3 separate regions of the Zea mays genome follow, and all the other regions are linked to region 2. The links are chromatin contacts, called in public Hi-C maps. All regions are on one chromosome and are shown on one strand. Each heading gives the region's core, a stretch centred on a gene start, on an enhancer-like site or on the middle of the called end of the contact. The rest is flanking DNA. Distances are from core to core; before and after follow the strand shown.

Region 1 (5,026 bases), core at 425-2,924, 300 kb after region 2:
TTGATCCACCCTGGCGCACCGGACACTGTCCGGTGGCGCATCGGACAGTCCGGTGCGCTAGACCAGGGCAACCTTCGGTTTCTTTGGCTCCTTTCTTTTTTAACCCTAACTTGGACCTTTTTATTAGTTTGTGTTGAACCTTTGACACCTGTATAACTTATAATCTAGAACAAACTAGTTAGTCCAATTATTTGTGTTGGGCAATTCAACCACCAAAATCATTTAGGAAAATGTTTTTCTCTATTTCCCTTTCAGAGAAGACGATAATCCTCGTCGAAGATTTATCTACGTGGGAAATGAAAATGGGAAAAGTGTGCCCTGCGAGCGTCTGTGGGAGTTTTGTTGTCGCAGGGACAGGGATGTAGGGACGAAGGCAGCGGTGGGGTGGGCGGGGCTCGAGCCCCCTACCGCTGTCGAGCCTATGGAGCCCCACTAGAGCCTCTCCTAAGATTTTTAGTGTACACATATAATATAGAATAGACTCTATATTACTGTGATTTAGTTCAGTCCCTCCTATTTTTTTCTTACTCCGTCCTTAAAGGATGGAAAGCTATTCCTCGACGAGAAATTCATCGTTGTCATCCCTTCCCTATCCATGTCCCTCGACGTCATATATTTCGATAAAGTAATAGCTTACAACGATACATAATCCGACAAAAAAATATTAGCGCACAACAATCACCTAACACAACACTAAACTCGGAATCCGGAGCGTCTACTCCTATCATTCGGTTGTTCTTATCCCACTGCCTCCAAAGGCGCATGTGGTGGCAGATAATCGCTTGCCAATGGGGGATCCATGTCCTATATTGTGTTGTAGAAGAATCTGAATGAGCGGTGGAGGCTAGAAAAAGATGAAAAAAATTAAGTGTTAATATAAGATGACAACAAGGAGAACAAGATAGTGCCTGTTGTGGTTTCATCATTAGTTACCTATAAAGAGGCAAATCTTATTTTTATCAAATTAGACATGTGGAAGAAAAACAAATTTAGACCCTTCATAGACGACACACGCAGCTCTTTGAAAGGAGATAAGAAGGGATGAGTTTATTTATTTTACAACAATGTGTTTACCTTTTGGTTAGACACGCGCGTGTTGTATGTGATGTGATCTTTTTCTTTCTTATTTTTCCAATTTAATAACTTTATCTCTTCTATATATACATATTTTGATAGTATTTTTTTATAATTCAAGAAAGTTCGACTTATACATAACTTAAAACTTGTTTCAGGATGAGGAGTAGGGTTGGAAACGAGAGATGAGCCTAGCTCGACTAGGCTCGGTCAACTAATGAGTTAGGCTCGACTCGATTGTATTGAGAGTTCTGAACATATTTTTATCATGTATAAAATAAAAAATATGTACAAAAATCCAATACCATATTTTTAACTATATCTAGCGTTAGATCCAAAAAAAAAGAAAATAAATAATATAGAAATGTAAAAGTGTCATAACATAGCACTACATAATCTGACATGTTTGTGAGTCGGCTCGAACTCGTCCAGACTCAGCTTGCTAAGCGAGCCATAAAATTAATCTTGGTTTAAGCTCATTCAATCTTGTGAACTTCTCCGAGTCGAGAATGAATGGGCCCGAGCCAAGCCTCGATTTTTTTTGAAGCAGATGGAAAGAGTATATTAGAGAAAAGAAGGAAGTAAAAGAAATAAGAAAATAACGATATTGCGTGAAAAGGAACGGGACATAGAAAACGGCCCAGCCGAAGCCCCGTGTGGGTGCGCTCCCCCTAGCCCGGACAATCCCGAACGCCCGGACTGGGCTTACGGCCGGATCGCCGCCGCCATTCACCCTCCCGCTCTCTTTCCCCCTGTCTTTGCGACGACTGGGCTACCGACGCCGACGCCCTCGCAGGTGCGCAGGTCTTCTTCGAGTCCTTCGCCGGCGACGAGCACCCTCTAGTATTTTCCCCTTCTCTTCCCTTCCTGCTTTGCGAAACAGAGCACCCAAACCCAATCCTTAATGCCTACTAACTTCGATTTTTTTTCAATTTTCTGTTCGGTATCCTTACTGGTTCCGCCTCCTGAGTAGAAGGTTGATATCGAGGCGTAGTGATGGTCGTTGTCGTTGGGTCCTTCCATTTGGTGCTAATCTGTCTGGGCGGTGGAACCCCTGGACATTGTTATCGAGCTCAAGTTTAACCCTATCAATTTCAGGTCGAGTACTCGAGTGTGTGCTGTTGCTCTTTGTATACTTCCATCTGGTGTTAATCTGTATGGTACTGGAATCTCTGAGCCTCTGAAGTTGGTTTTTCTTGCATAAGTTTAACTGCAACGATCTGAGATTGAGTGACATTTTTGGTTTCTGCATGTATGCTATTATTGTAGTTTCATATCATCTTCAGTGACGATATGGCAGCCAGGAAAGTAGCAGAAAAAGTTGCGGCTTTTTTTATTCCGGTGTTTTTTTTAACCTTGTCCCTTGTTTTTATCATTTAGGTTTCTGGCACCTACTCATTCTGAATGGCGGACCTTACAGACATCGGTTGCTGCTGTTGCTTTAGCTTTTTAAGGAAGCCCAGTGTACCTGTATGTGAACATCAGGATGCTGATGGCATGTTAACTGAAGATTTACTGAAGCGTCAATCAGCTGAAGATCATGATGGAAGTTTCTACACTGGAGATGATCCTGGGGATGATCTTGATAGAAGCTTCTACAATGGAGATGATCATGATAGAAGCTTCTACGATAGAGATGATTCTGACTATCTTGACGGAAGTGATGATGGACCATCAAGGAAGAGTTCTGAAGATATTATACAGTTAAGAGCTCAAAATGGCTTTGCATGTAGAGAGGTCCCAGTTAAAGAGACTAAAAAAGTATTTCGCTCAGAGGTAGCTCTTTAAGGTTTCAGTTTTTTGTCCACCTGTCTCTTTACTTGCATTTCCATATTTGATTTGAAACAATGTCTATTTAGATTCCACCTAATCTTGCCCACTGTATGCATGGGCTAGTCCAACTTCTCATAAGAACCTGGCGTATATCATATAAAAAACTAGACCAACTTATGAGGAACTAGGTGGCATTTCATAAGAAGAAAATAGGCACCCAAACTCACCTCGACGAAAACTTGAACCTGGGAGGCATACATCCACATCCTTGTCCAACTGAGGTAGCTCAGCTTTCTGGCTTATACCATATCAGGCAACTGACATGTCACATCTCCCATTAGTTTTGAATTTTGATGTTAAGTTTGTCTTTTGGAAAAAGAAAGACTTGATCTATCAGAAGGGTCTTTGCGCGCTTAGTATTTGCACATATTCTTGCTAAAAATGAGCTGTTATTCATGTCCATCAGTAGTTATAGAATGCATACTGGCTAAACATTTTTGCCACAAAAACTCAGAGCTGTACATTGTAGCATTCCAACAATTTTGCCCCTCTTCAAGTGAACACTGGTGATGGAGTGTGATAGGTGCATTGTTTTTACATTTTTGGGTGCCGAATAAATTTTGTCTCTCTTGGAACTAAAAGGCTTTGTTATTGTTGTTATTTCAAAACTATAAAGAAGTAATGTGTCTTTTCCGGCATCTTAAACAACCTGTGCATCCTTCTTGTTGCATGATAGGAAAAGCCTGTTTTTACTTCCCCAACAAAATCTCACTTCATATAACATTTGAGAATAATTCCAAAGCATAACTCTGCATTGGTTTCACTGTTCTGATTAACAATCCAAGAGCTTGGTTGGGTTTATTTCCTGCTTAGTTCTAACAACTGGCTTTTGTATGCCAAATGAAGGTAGCAAGTTGTATGAGAGAAGTTAGTTTTTGCAATTTGCATTGAACATTACAATAATGTTGTTACTTTTGACATGTTAAGGATGAAAATGGTAATAAGATGGTCAACCAATATGTCCACTTGGGAAAGATCGGTTCTGGAAGCTACGGAAAAGTGGTAAGGTACCCTGGATATATTGTTTTTTTTTTTCAAATAGATGTTTAGATTCCTTTTGCTTTGCTGCTAAACAGGTTCTGTACAGAAACATTAAAGATGGGAAGCTGTATGCAGTAAAGGTATTGTTTTCTGCTACTCTTGTGTCAGTAGCATACATGTCTTTTTTATGAACCCTTTTCATCATAAGTAGCAATGTTTACAAGTCGGGCGACCAGCTGGTCGAGTGAGAGGGGCGACCAGGCGACTAATCGCGATTAGGGCGACGATTAGTCGACCTAATCGGTCCTGGTCGACCTCTGGTCGTCCTTTAGTTGTCCTATAGATTTAAGGACATATGTATATGTATATAACTATATATTAACTATATAAACACTGCATTTCTGCAATAATATAGGCATAATTAGTAGCAGACTAGCAGTAATTCAGTAAAAGTGTAAAACTGAATCCATCCAAAGTCCAAAGTCCAAACTGAAAGTAATATTGGCATAATTACTTGCAGTAATTCAGTAAAAAGTACTGCATTACCTGCTGGCTGCTACCTAGAGCAGATCAGCATCCAAACAAAAACGATTAATCGCCCAAAACCAAAGTGAAGCCCAGTACTGTAGATGGGCCAAAAACCAGAGTGAATCCCAGAACCAAAACTGCAACGACCAAAAACGACCAGGAAGTGTTCGACCAGACGACTAATCGCCCAGGTCGACGACTAGTCGGACGACTAGGACGACTAGAAACCCTAATCGCGTCGTCCTCCTAATCGCCCTCTTCCAGGCGACCAGCCCGACTAATCGCGATTAATCGCGATTAGTCGGACGACTTGTAAACAGAGATAAGTAGGCTTTCACGATTACATTTTCTTGTTAAATATCACGATTAGCTATTCTCTACTGCTAGGTGGTACCTATTATACTTGTACTTTATTTCTTTGTTTATGATTTGCTTGCTTCAGGAGTTTGTTCAGTCTCACCATTTCCTTTCCTTTGCTCTCAAGTAGTCAAGTCTCAATACTGTTATTGTTAACCCTTGTATATGTGCTGGGTGCATGCGCTAATGTCTCACTTCTGGAATTTTAGCCTCTGTCCTTCTCTTTCAGGTTCTGAATAAGCCATACATGATG
Region 2 (4,500 bases), core at 1,178-3,677:
TACGGGTTGTTGCTCGTGTAGATGATGACCTCCTGGTAAATGTGCCAAAGATAAGCCGGCAGGAGCTGGCAGAGGCTTGCGAGGACTTCAGCAACATAATTGGATCGTCTCAGGAGACAGTTGTGTACAAGGGAACTCTGAAGGATGGCCGGGAAATCGCTGTTGTGTCGCTGTCTGTTCCGGTGCATTACTGGAATGACTATGTCGAACTTCACTTTCACAAGGAGGCGGGTGTTCACCAACTGTTCCCACATTAAGATTTTTACTACTGCGTAATCATATCTCATAATATTCTCGAAATATTCAGGTGATAGAAATGTCCAGACCGAGTCACGAAAATGTCGCAAAGATGGTGGGATACTGCAAGGAGTCTGATCCATTTTCGAGAATGCTAGTCTTTCAGTACCCACCAAATGGGACACTCTACGAGCATCTGCACGGTAAGCCAACAAGCTCTTGCCTTGCTCCATGCCTCCATGGATGGTGGCATGAACACGGTGCGTTGTCTGTTTGCAGATGGAGATGGGTGGCAGCTATCTTGGCCTAGACGGATGAAATTAGCACTCGCCATCTCGAGGGCTCTCAGATACTTGCACACTGAGCTGCAACCTCCGTTTGCAGTTGCTGCACTGACGTCTAGTTCAGTCTACCTAACTGAAGACTTCTCCCCAAAGGTCTGAGTTACCTGCTGCTGGTAGCATAGCATCCTGATTCCTGAGCATGAGGTCCTAGTCTTAGTTCAGTTCAGATAACAACTGCAACTGATTGCGGTTTTGCAGATAATCGATTTCGAGAGGTGGAGATATCTTGCGACCAAACCAGGATTTGGCTCACTAAATGGCGGGTCAGTCAACAGCGTTACAGATTCTCGGCATAAGCGCTTCATGGACGTCCAGGCCAACACTTACGCGTTTGGCGTGATCCTGCTGGAGCTGGTCAGTGGCAGAGCCTCGGTTTCCAAAGATACAGGAGGCTTGGTGGATTGGGTAATGACTCTTCTTGACTCGAGCGGCCAAGCCTGCTCATGCTACACTGCCTGAGGCTATCTGCATGTGTTATCACTGACAAATACCGGGCGCGTTGCACGCAGGCAAGAAAGCACCTGGAGCATCCCGAGGAGTTCGGCAAGCTGGTGGACCCGAGGCTGCAGAGCGTGAACCAGGAGAGCCTGGGCATCGTCTGCAACGTGGTGAACCTGTGCATCGACCTGGAGCCGTCGCGGCGGCCCTCCATGAGCATGATCGCGGCCATCCTGGAGGAAGGCATCGAAGCGTCGGCGGCCACCTTGCTCAGGAATTCGTCTCTGGCCTGGGCCGAAGCCGAGCTGGCCATCTCCTAGAACCTAGATACCCTCTTTGCATGTTTTGCTGCACTTGCTAGACTGTATGTTTGGACAGTGACGATGGTTTAACCCGTTGTTACTCCGTTTGGCATTGTTATTTCTCTCCCTTTTTTGGAGAGAGAAATGGCTCACAGATCTGAATTCAAAATGACTCAAGTTTTGATTTCATCAGCGCGAGGAGATGCATTTTTATCTTTTCAAATAGAGGGAGCATTTTCTTTTTTTAGGTACAGAAAATCAGAGGGAGGGGGCTAGACAAAAGACTGCTACAATAGATCGATGACACAGAGTATAATACAATCATAATATAGAGAGGTTCGAATTGGGTAGTAGCCTATGTTGTTCTTTGTATGGTAGATGTTTAGATGCAAACATGGACAAAACTTACATATGTGGAGGCGCAGGAGAGCATGCTTCTGTCTCCAACTTAGCCGAGCTCTTTGGCCCATGTTCTCCAGTGAAGCACGATTCGTCATCGTCGATCTTTCCTTCTCTCACGGCGGCCTGCACGACTGTCGACTCCTTAGTGTGTCAGGACACTAGAGCAAACATCGTAGTCTTCTTTGGCGAGATGCCCAAAAGGAGATCTGGCGTTGTACTGGTCATCGCGGGTCATCTCCAGATAATCTTGTCTTTAGCCTCCTGTTATGACTGGACACAATATGTACGCGGATCAGAAAAAAAAGGACAAATTCTTCAATTTGGCGTTGTAGTGATATTCCTTCTCAGGGTCTTAATTCAGGTGGCGCTTGTGTGCGACGACCCTCAAGAGAACAATACTTTGGACCTGAAAAGGCAGATCCCAATTTCCTACAGATTCTGGAATCTGGCTGGCGGCTGCTACCATAGCAGGTCCTTAGTCCTTTTGTTCCATCTTGCCCTGTTTTTTTCCCTCTCCAGCCACAACTGCCGGCGAAATGGCACAGGCACCATTTGCTCGCAACAAAGCCACAGGCACCAATCAAGAAAGCGGACAAAGATGAGAGGGGAGCTATCCTGTCCCCGCTCCTCATCTCCTCAATCCTCTCGCCGCCAGAAAGTAACACTTCTGCACTCTAGAGCAGAGGAGAAACGCATCCTGGCCAAGTACGCCTCTATCCGAAGCCAAACCACACGCACACGCCGCGCCAGCCTCACGCTCTCACCCATGTTTTGTGCGCGCACGCGTCCTGCTTCTTCTCGCCAACGACAAGCCGCACGCAGCGTCTCGCCAGCTAGCTGATCATGAGCAACGGCGACACGCTCGACAAGCTGGTGGTGTTCCTGGCGAAGCGCGACGGCATCGACAAGCTGGTCAAGACGTTCCAGTACGTGTCCAAGCTGGCGCACTGGGGCGCCGAGTCTTCGCTCCCGGAGCTCGCGCAGCGCGCCAAGAGCTGGGAGACGGCGTCCGGGCTGAGCCGCAAGGCGTTCCGGTCGGGCCGCTTCCTGGCCGGGTTCAACGCGCTGCGCCGCGGCCCGGTCCCGGTCCCGGGGGAGCTCGGCGCGCTGGCCGTGCTGGCCAACGCCGGCGAGATGGTCTACTTCTTCTTCGACCACTTCACGTGGCTGTCCCGCGCGGGCGTGCTCGAGCCCTGGCTGGCGCGCCGGGCCAGCTTCGTGTCGGCCTTCGGCGAGGCCGTCGGCTACGTGTTTTTCATCGCCATGGACTTCATCATGATCAGGCGGGGCCTGCGGCAGGAGAGGGAGCTGCTGAGGGAAGGCGCCAAGGACGCCGCGGAGAAGGAGGTGCGGAGGATCCGGGTGGACAGGGTGATGCGGCTCATGGCGACGGCGGCCAACGCCGCCGACCTGATCATCGCCGTCGCGGAAACCGATCCCAACCCGTTCTGCAACCACGCCGTCACGCTGGGGATTAGCGGCCTCGTGTCAGCGTGGGCTGGCTGGTACAGAAACTGGCCCTCGTGAACTGGGCCGCTTCGGCCTACATGTGCATATTTTTCATTCACTTATTTAACTGCGGCTGCGATGCATGATGATATTGCCAGATTTGAACCTTTTCTATCTCCAGCAATAACCTTTAAGGCCTAATTTGAAAACTTAAATCATCTTTGAGATTTGAGGAGTAAGAGTGTATTTGTTTCCCTTCTAGATTATATAAGTTAGATTATGGTGAAAGAATATAAAAGTAAAATATCACATTGTGCCACAAAATAAGCTGAAATAAGCTAGTACTGGGTAACTTATTTGTAATCTCAATTTCACCATAATCCAAATTATATAATTTAGAGGGAAACAAATAAGGCCTAAATCAGTATATAAGGGTTTTATGGAGTGTTTGGTTTACTAAGTACTAACATCACCGTGGAAAATGTCAAATTTACATCTTAATCATGTTTCATATAGACTCTGTATTTAGTTATTTTTATTTCTAACTCATATCAAAATTGATTTGCTGTATTTTTCTCAGTTTATTGCTCTGAATTTACTACTTACAAGGTCCAATGTTGGAATTGTCTACCGCTTCTCTCCCATCATTATTGTGGTGTTTTTACTTTTTGATTAGGGCGATCGCGTAATATATAGTACATTGGATTTATATGGCTTCCTATTTTGATAAGGGGGTGTTTGGTTCCACCAACTGATATTCCAATATTTGGTATAACACAAGCTAAACTTTAGTCAGAAAACTAAACGCATAGGTCAGTCATGCTTGCCAAATTGCTCCACGAGCCCTCTTGCATTCTTTACCTGCGGACTGGCATTGCAAGTTGCTATGGCATCGTACTCGCTCGTATTTAGCTGCACAAGTGGGCCGCAGCCCTGCACCAGCACAAACGAAGCAGATGAGGAGAGCCTTTGAGCATGAGCTAAAGTCATAAAGCTGACCCGGGGTCCATACACCAATCATTACTTCATTAGGCTAACCACAATCACTCAATCACAGCCAACGAATCCACGAATTACCAGTCATTAGGCTCGGACAGCTGGCTCCAACGTTTCTGAGGCTGAGTTCACAGTTCATCCTTTCTATCTTCCAGTGACCTCAGTCTGACTCTGACGAACGTGGACCACGCAAATTCTGCAGCACATTGAACCTCGTCCTGCCTTTCCAGCGGGAGACAAAGGCCGCCAGCTCATGTTCAGCTCACCACTCCACACGTGCGAAGCCACACCGGTTGTCCGTACGCGCATCCATCATCCATTCATTTTTTTTT
Region 3 (4,909 bases), core at 922-3,421, 320 kb after region 2:
CCTGAGGATAATCCAAGTGTCCAAGACCCCCCCAATTTGCCCGGCAACCACTGAATTTATATGTGACTGTGAAGTCCGCCTGCAGATAAGCGCGGAGAGCTTTTTGAGAGGCTCAGAACAAATGACGAAGGGCAATTCCTCGCTTAACTTCCGTCGAGTTTCCATCATAACAAACGCAAACGGCGTCATGTTGGGCGTTCAGACCTCGACCAAGACAAGTTCGACGTGGCACTGCCACCAATCCAACCGGTACCATTCCAAGCCAGCGGCTAGCCTCGATCGACGAACGGTCGCTGTACGGCTCCGCGCCTCATCATCAGCCCAATCCGTTGATGAGTCGCACCAGCCAGTGGTCCAGTGTGGCAAATGCGTGGCGCACACCTCTTGCCTTGTTGTACCCGTCGTAGCTGTCTCCCCATGTCGGCGAGAAGAAAACCGATGCCCTTGCCGCTGATACCCTTGCCGTTGACAGAAAAAATTCTTCTCTTGCGCGCATGCGAGCGTTGCACGCTGCACAGTTATTTACAGAAATGGTCTGAGCTAGTATCCGGCGCCGGAGACGATCCATCCGATCGCAGCTGACTTCACGCAACACAGAAACGCTAAACTGACAACGCCAGTTTCAAACTGCTACTGATCTGATACACGCAACCTCGTCGGCTCGAAACTAAAAAATAAAAAAAATGAAAATACGACTGCGTGACCCCGCCGGAGAAGACAGCAAGTACTAGACACTAGAAAGTTGCCCCCTGCCGCGAACCTTGGGCCTTCGCGTTTCAGGCGGCCCCGGTAAAGATAGAAAAAAATAAGAAAGAAAGAATACGTAGTAGTCTCTTGGGCCACCTGTCGCACTCTGACCTGTTGTACTCCGTACCTCCAAACTTGTCGCGACTCGAGACATCCTAATCCTAGGATATTTCTAAACATGAACGGAGATTTCCCGTACGAAGGAGGAGGACGGGGTGGGTGGATTTGGGTGTGGTTCGCTGCTGGTCCTCCGTGTGGAGTCTTGTCTTGGCCCGCCGACCGCGACGTGCGCGCAACAGGTGGCGGCCTGGCGGGGGGATTGATGGGGCGCCCAGATATTTCCGTACGAGCAGGAAGGAAAAACGTACCGCCACTGATGATTCAGCGCTGGGCGAGTGGCTGATGAATAGCTATTTGTACGCAGATGCCTCTCTGGTATTCCTATCCTAGCTAGCAGCACTACACCACTAGTTCGTGAAAACGTACTACTTGCTTGTCGGTAGTGGTACGTGCCGTGAAGTCACCTGCGTACACAAGTGAGTGACGGTTAAACCAGGTGGTTCCTCTGAAAACAAGTAGCAAATCTAACAATTAGATTTACGTTGTCTTCTGTCCGGAGATATATTTATTTTTAAACAACATTTGAATTCTGGAAGTAGACGTAGAACTGAGAGAGTAGTACACTAGTAATACCAGCTTCGCTGATCTGTCGCTTGATCCAGCTCAGCATTACACACCAGAATTTCCACACCGATAGTGGATGTGCACGCGCACCCGGAAGTAGTCCAACATTTGGTCCTGGACGAAAGTTGGACTGGGAGATGCACGCGCACCCGGTGCAGGTCGTACTGGGAGAGTGCAACGGGGACAGGATCCACACCACACGATCGTGCAATAACGGGGTTAGTTGCACATCTGTATCCACATGTGGCCAACACGAAACGTGTTCGATAAATCTGTGGCAGGCCTGCTCCACAAATACTATACAGTTTTGGATAGAAAGATAGATTATAGCCTGTGCGTAGCTCTCCTGTTGCTTGATCTCAGGTTCGCGGCAATCTGCTGGTAGGCAGAGCGTGCCGTGCGTGTACCATGATTTTTTCACAGCCGAACTGATTGATACAAGGGCGCTGGTGCGAGCTCGCCGTCGCTCAGCAGTAACGCCGGAAGAAGTTATTTGGAAGGAAAAAAGCCAACAAAGCGACATGCAGCTAAAATGGAGCAAAGGAACCATGGATGGACCACGCACCGTCCGAGCCACACCAGCCATTACCATTACGATTTACGAACAAACGCCGCCTGGCCACGACGAGAGCTCGGCAAATCCAAGCCACTGTGGCCAAGGGATGTCGATTTTTCCACTCGCGCATGGCCCAAAGCGGTGCAGGTCTATAAAACATGGGTCCCCCCCTCCGTGCTCCGGGTCCGGGCTCACTCCTGCGCGCTTCCGTTGCGATTGCGACTTTGCACCATTAACACTCCCTGCGTGCGGTGCGTCTGCTTAGGGAGGGGAAGGACAGACTCTCAACGAAGGAGAGACCTTCCCGCAGTTTCTCTCTCTCTTGCAATCCTCCTCGCCATGCTAAGGAGGTCCCGCCACGGCGGGGTCCGTCTCGGCCGGAATCTGCTCGGCCTGTGGCGGCGGGCGCTCTGCGGCCGGCGCCGGCGCCGGGGAGGCTACTGCCGCCTGCAGCAGCAGCAGCAGCCCACCTGCGCCGGCAGCGGCTGCACGCCCGGGCGCGGCGCTACCGCGAGGAAGCTCGCGCCGGTGCTGCGGTGGGGCCGGTCGCTGGCGCGGCGCCTGCGGCTCGGGTGGAGGGCCGCCGGCGGCGGGCACCGGATGCTGCCGGACGGCGACGGCGAGCCCGCGGTGAGCACGCCCAAGGGGCAGGTGGCCGTGTACGTCGGCGGCGAGGGCGAGGCGTCGCAGTCGCTGCGGTACGTGGTGCCCGTGGTGTACTTCAACCACCCCACGTTCGGCGAGCTGCTGAGGGAGGCCGAGGAGGAGTTCGGGTTCCAGCACCCGGGCGTCATCAGCATCCCCTGCCCCGCCGCGCGGTTCGAGCGGGCCGCGGCCCTCGCCGCCGCGGCCAAGAAGGGCTTCGGCAGGTGGTAGGCAGGCAGGCGGGGCGCGCGGTAGTCGTTGATTAGGGAGGGAGAGACGCCGCACGACGACGGAGGCCCCCTGACCGCCGCCGGCCGGTGGCGGAGGCGGATGATGGTGTATATGCATGCATGTGCGCTTTGCTTCAGAAACGTACGGGGCTGCCTGGCCTAGGCCTAGCTGATTTTGTTCTCTGGATTCTTGGTCCTGGTGCATCCATCCGGTTACTTGTTTCGTCCATGTCTACTGCTTCTTGTCTTCGGATTCACCCTCAGACCACTGGAAGGATTCACACAACTGTTGCTTGCTGGACGTGTGTGCTGAATTCACCACGTTTGCCAATTCCGCTAGTAGTAGTGTGTACGTATTACGGGAGCAAATGCTCTGTGTGTCCCTCTCCCTCTCTTGACTTAACTGCAAACTTCTCATCAGGTCGAGACTCGCGAGCACGTCCGGCACGGGCCACCGCCTGATCTCTCCAGTTTCGTCCCATGCCCTACCATTTGTGCTACCATGCGCCACAATCCGATGCCCGGAAAGGCGTGCCATCCAGATTCAGCGTCCTCGAACGGTGCGCCAACCACTGCACGAACCGTACACGCACGCCTTCATCATCCGTACCCCCATGCTAGGACCGATCGAGTCGGCTGTTGGTTGGAGCACGCCGTTTGCGCCGCGCAGCGCCTTTGCACGCAGCACGCCAGCGCGCCGGCCTCGCTACTAGCTAGGCACCACTTGCCGTTCTCGCTAGGAGGCTGGCGTGGTGACTGACTGACGAGGTCCGGCGAGCACAGTGCACCGCGCGCCCTGGCCCCTGGCAGCAGCCCGAGATTTCCCGGCGCCTGACGCTGTCCAGCGGCGGCTACTGTGCGCTGCCAGATTTCTACAGCAACAATCATGGGATCGTACGCGGAGGCCGCTGTCCGTTCACGGGGCAAACGCGCCGCTGATGGCTCGCAGTCGCAGTCGCAGGCGCAGGCGCAGGCGCAGGACCAGGGGAGGCAGCGGCCTGGCCCTGGCGCTCTCCCTCGCGGCTCGGGCGCACAGGCAAGGCAGATACATCCCGGCGGGCTGCAGGCGGCAGCAAAGAAAGGGCGGCGCGCGCGGTCACAGTTCCGGCGTGGGGGCTGCACGGACGCAATCATGCGGCCGCGCACCACCGCGACACGCAAGAGCAGGCCAGCCGCCAACCGGAGAGAGATAGTAGAAGATAGAGGTGTATCCCCCGCGACATCTCCCCCAGCTTTTGCCGAGAAAAGTTGTGATCGCCGTTTCGGGCCGGAGGACCACGAGCATATCGCCGTCCACAAACGCCCGGCTCACCGGATCTTCGTCCCAACAAAACAGAAAACCATATCCTGCTACTGCTATGAAGTGTATTAGGCGAAACTAGAAAAATCTGCCGTCCTTCTTTTCCGAAAAGGGAGATTACGTTGTGTTTGTAGGGCGTACGGTTCCATCGCTCCCCTCTACACCGTCTCCGTCTGTTATGCTTTAGAGCATCTTCAAACAAAGTAATTTATAAAAAATGCTTTATAATTTAAAAAATTAGTATATTTTATAAAATTTAAGACACCAACAAAACATTCTGCTTCAATAGTAAAATCTTAAATCTAGATTATATGACACCTCACTACAATGTACTCTCTCCATCCACAATATTTTTAGGTTTATTTTAAGTCAATTACTATTAACTTAAACCGGTTATATCGGATGTTTCATAAGATTTTATAATATAAAAATAAAATTACTAAATTTATCAATACTTGAACTACTATAATATATAATTATTTTAGTTTAAAATAATTTAATTTATATATATTGTTCGTCAAAGCGAAAATAGTTTGACTTAGAACAAATAAAAAACGACTAAATCATGTGGACCGATGAAGTAGTACATTTGAGGCACTTGAGATGGTGCCCTATAATTTTTGACCAAATTTTATGAAATAAGATATTGTTAGAGTAGTTTTTTCTACGTAGAGTCTTATATTTTATTTTGAGACACTAGTTTGAGACATTATTGGAGATGCTAGGCCACCTCTAACGGTGCCCCCC

What was found. Hi-C and Micro-C count contacts between places; a contact is called where the count stands out from the background.
Region 1: a Hi-C map of ear shows a contact between it and region 2, with 2.6 times the contacts expected there. The contact joins the promoter of LOC103646148 here to the promoter of LOC100280450 in region 2. A contact is called at or near these places in 5 of 25 Hi-C or Micro-C datasets (ear, leaf and tassel) and 1 of 3 datasets of contacts at active chromatin or transcription factors (leaf).
Region 3: a Hi-C map of ear shows a contact between it and region 2, with 2.9 times the contacts expected there. The contact joins the promoter of LOC103646147 here to the promoter of LOC100280450 in region 2. A contact is called at or near these places in 5 of 25 Hi-C or Micro-C datasets (ear, leaf, leaf mesophyll and 1 more).

What each region holds. Positions count from the first base shown.
Region 1 is chr2:24,092,264-24,097,289 of Zm-B73-REFERENCE-NAM-5.0, reverse strand. LOC103646148 (serine/threonine-protein kinase GRIK1) reads left to right here and starts at 1,674. Exons shown (of 11, transcript XM_020548220.3): 1 at 1,674-1,917; 2 at 2,048-2,172; 3 at 2,455-2,850; 4 at 3,835-3,909; 5 at 3,984-4,028; 6 at 5,003-5,026. The coding sequence starts at 2,479.
Region 2 is chr2:24,393,427-24,397,926 of Zm-B73-REFERENCE-NAM-5.0, reverse strand. It overlaps LOC100280450 (peroxisomal biogenesis factor 11 family protein), which reads left to right and starts at 2,427. Exons shown (of 1, transcript NM_001153370.1): 1 at 2,427-3,387. The coding sequence starts at 2,567. The coding sequence ends at 3,250. LOC103648480 (probable LRR receptor-like serine/threonine-protein kinase At1g63430) reads left to right here. Exons shown (of 13, transcript XM_020548223.3): 9 at 22-227; 10 at 308-440; 11 at 517-674; 12 at 780-986; 13 at 1,091-1,513. The coding sequence ends at 1,339.
Region 3 is chr2:24,068,148-24,073,056 of Zm-B73-REFERENCE-NAM-5.0, reverse strand. LOC103646147 reads left to right here and starts at 2,171. Exons shown (of 1, transcript NM_001330657.1): 1 at 2,171-3,029. The coding sequence starts at 2,327. The coding sequence ends at 2,863.